Linked DNA regions of Mus musculus: region 2 is linked to region 1. A link is a contact called in public HiChIP or PLAC-seq data. All regions are on one chromosome and are shown on one strand. The core of a region is the stretch at or near the end of the contact, and the rest is flanking DNA. Distances in the headings are between cores, read along the strand shown. Region 1 holds the start of Gbf1 (golgi-specific brefeldin A-resistance factor 1). Region 2 overlaps Gbf1 (golgi-specific brefeldin A-resistance factor 1).

What was found. HiChIP or PLAC-seq counts read pairs in DNA pulled down with a chosen protein or histone mark.
Region 2: an H3K4me3 HiChIP or PLAC-seq map of pro-B cells shows a contact between it and region 1, with 4 times the contacts expected there. The contact joins the enhancer-like site here to the promoter of Gbf1 in region 1. A contact is called at or near these places in 19 of 39 promoter capture datasets (the C10 cell line, the HPC-7 cell line, HPC-7-derived erythroid cells and 13 more), 1 of 15 datasets of contacts at CTCF or cohesin (the NIH/3T3 cell line), 25 of 484 Hi-C or Micro-C datasets (the 4T1 cell line, the 63-12 cell line, B cells and 17 more), 44 of 115 datasets of contacts at active chromatin or transcription factors (the 230-238 cell line, CD8 T cells, the HPC-7 cell line and 33 more) and 4 of 9 other capture datasets (adipose tissue, liver, macrophages and 1 more).

What each region holds. Positions count from the first base shown.
Region 1 is chr19:46,151,194-46,154,037 of GRCm38.p6, reverse strand. It overlaps Gbf1 (golgi-specific brefeldin A-resistance factor 1), which reads right to left and starts at 1,480. Exons shown (of 40, transcript NM_178930.3): 1 at 1,246-1,480.
Region 2 is chr19:46,247,722-46,250,565 of GRCm38.p6, reverse strand. The region is part of intron 4 of Gbf1 (golgi-specific brefeldin A-resistance factor 1); the gene reads right to left. Among named protein-coding and RNA genes, the nearest start is that of 4833438C02Rik, 56 kb to the left of the region's middle. Within about 2 kb of position 1,390, at least 12 of the 459 cell types and tissues checked have an H3K27ac peak or open chromatin away from gene starts, as enhancers often do. A contact at or near this core is called in cerebellum and pro-B cells, where this site is marked.

The sequences.
Region 1 (2,844 bases), core at 231-2,730:
TGACACAGCAATGTCAAAGGTCACTACTGGGCCATAAACTACACTCTTTCGGGTTGTGCCCTACCATTCACTCTGTTTCCCTGACCCTACCACAAGGAGCAGAACAACTCTCCTAACTTGTCTCTTTGCTAAAGACAGTGTCTCACTTGGCCCAGGCTGGCCTCTAACTCAAGAAGTAGCTGAGGATAACCTTGAATGTCAGGGCTAACCCTCGTGTTTCCATCTCCCAAGTAGGGAATAATTACAGATGTGGACCAACATGCCCAGTTTATGAAGTGCTAGGGACTGAACTCAAGGACTCCATACATGCAAGGCAAACACTCAACCAGCTACGTCTCCCTCCAGCCCTTTTCATGATTTTTCACCTACTAAAAATAAATAGACCACCAGGACCAAGCCTTATCAGTATTCAAACCCCTCTTAACTCTCAATCAAATGTGTCACAAAAGAGTGGCTGCCTTGGGATCAAACCTCATATCCTTAAAAAGAAGGGAGTTACAGTGGGTAAATGCCTACCCATAACACACACCTAAAGAGTTTAAGGCAGAAGGAGGTGGATCTTTGTAAATCCAAGGCCAGCCTGGTCTACATAGTGAATTCCAGAAAAACCAGAGCTACACAGAAAGAACCTGACTCAAAAAGAAAGAAAGGTGTTTACATGCAGACCCCTGGTGACAGCTGAGCTATCCTGTAAAAGCAAGATCTTACAGGCCAGGTTCTCAGGCGGCTGCCTCCAGTCTTCTATGCCTTCTGACTACCTAATCCAAACTGAGCTGGCTCATCTTTCAGGATTAATGGGGCGCTTCAGTTGTGCTAGGACGCAGTCACCCCGAAGTGACAGATGTACAGAATCTGAAAAGATTCACTCTCTAAACCCTGAAACCATCCTTAATTTTGCTTTCAGATGTTGAGGACTTTAGGGTGCAGAAGGGTCTGAAAAAGAAGAGCTGCAGGCCAGATTATGCCTAGGGAAAACAAACAAACAAACAAACAAAAACAAAAACAGATTCTAGCATCCACCGAGTCACAGGTGGAGCTGAAACACCCCTCGGGGACAAGGGTCTGACCTTTGGCCCCTGCACACCTCCCAACTCCCTCTCACATCAGTCCTCTGGGTTTACTTCTTCCCACTAAGCCCATCGCCCAGGCCGCTTCGCCCAACCGAAGGACCCTTCCTCCTTATTCTTGATGGCAACGTCAGGAGGCCCTCACGACGCTGGAACTCTAAGAAGAGACTTCGCTGACCTGTCAGCGGATCCAAAATGGCGGGGCCTAGTCCCAGAACCGGCGGCAGCCGCAGCTCATGTCCAGCCTGGCCCCGGAGGCGTCTCCCGGCCGCTCTCCCGGCGCCGGCGGCGAGTGAGAGAAGGGAAGGATCCTGTCTTCTGGAAGGCAACCCTAACTTCAGGGTGAGACCTCACTGCAGGCTGGAGTAAGTGGGCCGGGACGCTCGGTGGTGCCGGCTACCTTCCCTGTCAGCTCACTGACGTGGTAACTAGCCTCAGTCTAGCCCGCTGCCTGGTAACTGCGAGAGTCCTGCCGCGCTCAGCCAATCAGAGCGTGGCACTCTGAAAAGTGGCATTCCGACTATCCAATCGAAGAAAGAAATTAGCTCTGGGAGGCGTGCAATGCCCAAAGAGACCAGATTACAAGGGAAAGAAGAGTAGGTAGGGGACAGCCAACGGATACGAGGATTCTCTGACTGACAGTTACAGAAGCCAATAAACAATGAAAAATTGTGCTGGGCGGTTGAAGAGGTGGGGTCAGATAGGGTTCGGTTGCAGTGCGCTGTTTAGCAGTGGCTGCTGGGCATCCTGGGCAGGAAGGCTATGATTTGCTGGAAAGGGGGCGGGGTCCGTTTTGAGAGCTTGAGCGGGCGACCCTACTCCCCCAACTTCATCCTACCAAAGTCACCTGGGCTTTACTACTTTAGGGATCGCTCTCTTTCCAGGCAGGTCTGGGGTTGAAACGCGTTCCTAAATCCGGCCCGTGCAATCTTGCCTACGCCCTCCTGTCTTCTGTGCCCCACTTGGGTATATGTGCCTGTCTCATCCTAACTCTGATTTTTGCATTTTCTACTCCATTCCTACCATCCAGAAATAGAGAAAATGGTAGCAGAAATCTTGGATACCTAATTAGAGTATCCTCATTTTCCAGACGTGGAAAGAGTTCTACCGAGGAAAGCTGGATCCATGCATAGCAGAGAAAAACATACACCTACCCCAGCCAATTCGGTGCGGAGAGTAAGGGGCATGGGGGTACTTAATACTTCTTTTTAAAAAGAAAGAATTTGTCTATTTTAAGATAATGCTCTTAGCCACTAAACCATCTCTCCAGCCTCCCTCAATACTTGGTATACCTTACTCCATAGGGCTATATGACTCTCAGTTCAGCCCTTCCTATTAAGCCTTGGACAAATCTTAATGAACGATTGGTGGAGGTGTATGAGGATCAAGTCTGAGGGCCTAATCTCACACCATTAGTCCACATCGTTAACAAAAAGAAGAAGAAGAAGAAGAAGAAGAAGAAGAAGAAGAAGAAGAAGAAGAAGAAGAAGAAGAAGAAGAAGAAGAAGAAGAAGAGGAAGAAGAGGAAGAAGAGGAAGAAGAAGAAGAAGAAGAAGAAGAAGAAGAAGAAGAAGAAGAAGAAGAAGAAGAAGAAGAAGAAGAAGAAGAAGAAGAAGATGATGATGATGATGATGATGATTTCCCATTTTCCTTCGAAATGCGGACAGGTGAGACTGGAAAGGAAGCTTAGCAGTTAAGTGTGCTTGCTGCTCTTCCAGAAGACCTGAGTTCAGTTCCCAGGATGTACATAGCACTATCTACTGTAACTCCAGCTCCA
Region 2 (2,844 bases), core at 141-2,640, 97 kb before region 1:
TGCCTCCAGCGATGCTGAGAGTCCTGCAGAAGGCTGCTTGCTCTCAAGAGTCCATTCTGCTGCTTAGTCTTGAAAAGTGAGCTCACGGAGAAAAGCAGGAAGAAAGGCCTGATGAAGCTCAGGCTGTGCTGAGGCTGAGGCAGCGCGGAGAGCAAGAGCCCTCCCGACGGGGTGGTAGGAGTCAGCTCTTGCCACCCCTCCCTCCTTTTTTTCATTTGTGAGACAAGGTCCCTGGCTTGCCTGAAACTCACTAGACCAGGCTAACCTTCGTCCCTCTGCCTCTGCTCCAGAGTGCTGGGCTTTCAAGGTCTGTGCCACCACACCTGGCAATTTTCCCCTTTTTGGTACCTGAAATTAACAGAGTTCCTGAGCCTAAAGCTTGGGGGATTGCCAAGAAACCTGAGCATTTCTCTTTCAACAATGAGCCAGAAGACTTCTGTTAACTGTGAGTACTTCTGTTGTCTTTTCTCTACTGTCTTCTTGGCACTAGCCTCTGACATGTCCAAGACTCTGTCTTATTTTAAGTACTAAGTGGCTTCTAGAGAGACATGCAAAGGGGAGGAGTTTGAGGACTCAGAGCCAGTGATGATCCAGCCTCTCTCTCTCTCCCCTATCACCCTCCCGGCTCCCTCAATCAGCAGGGGAAATCCTATTCTTTATGGCCCCTGTCTAAACACTCTTGCAGCCCTGCTTGAAAGTCCTTATTGAGGCCTTCAGGGCCACAGGAAAGCTAGGTCTTTCTTGTGTTAGAAGACATGTCAGATTTCAGTGAATAGCAGCCTTGCTCACATCTCAAGGATCCTGGGAGTCTGTTTCTTTCTCTCTTTCAGTAATTTAGTGATAAAGTGGTTTAAATTATTTTGATCTTTTTGTATTTTCATTCCTTTAACTTGAACAAAGTAGCAAAGTCCATTTTTCAAGAAGGCAGGTAATAGTGATGGGTCCTTAGAATCACAGGTAGAGCCTGCCAGCAAGCTACTGCCAGTCAGTGCTACAACTCATGACCTGCAGGTACATGGGACGAAACTAAAGGTCAGTTTGTGGAGCAGAAAATAATCTCAGAAGCCTTGGGCTGCAGGATCCAGAGGGCAGGGGGTGGTTTCTGCTAGGAGGTCGCAGAAACTCAGGGTTCCTTAGCTTGAGCTCATCAGACCTTGTATCCTGCCAAACTCCCTCAGGTCCTCGTCTTCTAGTCAGCCAGCTTCAGAGAGACTTGGCAGCCTCAGTGTCTGTTTCGCATGCCTATAATGATCATCACCCCCAACATTCTCCTTTCCCACCACAGGAAACCCCATTGACCAGCTGGCCTCAGGTCTCCAATGACCAGCCTCTTTGCCAAGTCCAGGAAGGGGACAGAGGAAGGAGAAAAGATCAAAGGGAAAGACGCAGAAGGGCAGCTGCGGGAGGCTGTGAAGAGACATGACCTGCAGGTGGTGCTCAGGTCGAGGCTGGCAGCTACAGTAAGACATGAAGCTGAGGCTCCCGTGCCTGGAGAAGTGGAGACCTTACCCACTCACGACCTGGCTGACACCCAAGACTCCTGCTCAGAATCCTGAATGCATTAGCTAAACAAATCCAATTTTCTAGAGAAGATAAAGAGTTTTCTCTTCCTGAACTTAAAGGTCATTCATTCATTTGCTTTTGGCTGGCTCGAACCTGAGCCTCATCTCACCTTGTCTCTCCATTTTGGAACAAAAACAGCTGCCTGTTTTCTTTGCTCTTCACTTTTTACATGGGTTGTAATAGGGGGATAAATTTAAAATTCTAAGTGACAAGACCAACTAAAAAGGAACCCAAATACACACCTTCTCAAACTGACTGAGGGAGACACAACTCGGAGGTGGACTCCCTGCTTAGCAGGTGTGAGGCCCTGGCTTCAAGCCCTTCTAGTGAGGACAGACAGACAAACAAACAAAAACCAGAGATCCACTCTAGACTGAGTGCAATAAGAGGTATAAACTGAGAACAGAACTTTACAATACAATAAATAGATAATGGGCTCTCAACAGACACCGAGGCTGGCAAGTCTCTCTGAAGCTGGCTGACTAGAAGACGAGGACCTGAGGGAGTTTGGCAGGATACAAGGTCTGATGAGCTCAAGCTAAGGAACCCTGAGTTTCTGCGACCTCCTAGCATCCAGGTCGTGAGTGGGTAAGGTCTCCACTTCTCCAGGCACGGGAGCCTCAGCTTCATGCCTTACTGTAGCTGCCTATACAAAGAGATTTTACAACTGTTAAAACAAATCCAAAATAGAGACAAAAGAAACTCAATGCTTCAACCTCAAGGAAATAAAACAACATTCAGATTTTTGCCCACCAAAGTGGCACACACATAAAACAGAAAACTGGTAATCCTAAGGGCTGAAGACAGCAAGGAGAAATGGAAACGCCCAGGGCATTGCTGGTAGGGATGAAAATGCTCTAACCTACTAGGGAAGCCATCTATAAAATGTAACCTATAACACTTCACACAGAGATAAAATTAGTAAATATGGCCGTAGGAACACAGGGGTTTATTTCAGCTTATTTATAATGGCTTTAAAAAGAGAATAATGTAAACATTAAATAAAAATACACCATTATATCAAGGAGGAATGAGGAGGAAAATGGGGAATTATTTCATAATTAAATTTCTGTTGGGGCATGAAAAAGTTTGAGAAACATTTGTTAGGAATAGTTGTACAATGCTGTGGACATGACTAAAACTATGAAATTATTTTCTTCAATTGATTAAAGGGGGCTGTGGATGTAGGCTGCTTGCCTAGAATGCATGAAGTCACTGTTTTGATCCTAACACTTCATAAAACTGGATGTGGGAGCAAAAGGGTTATTATCCCAGTATGGA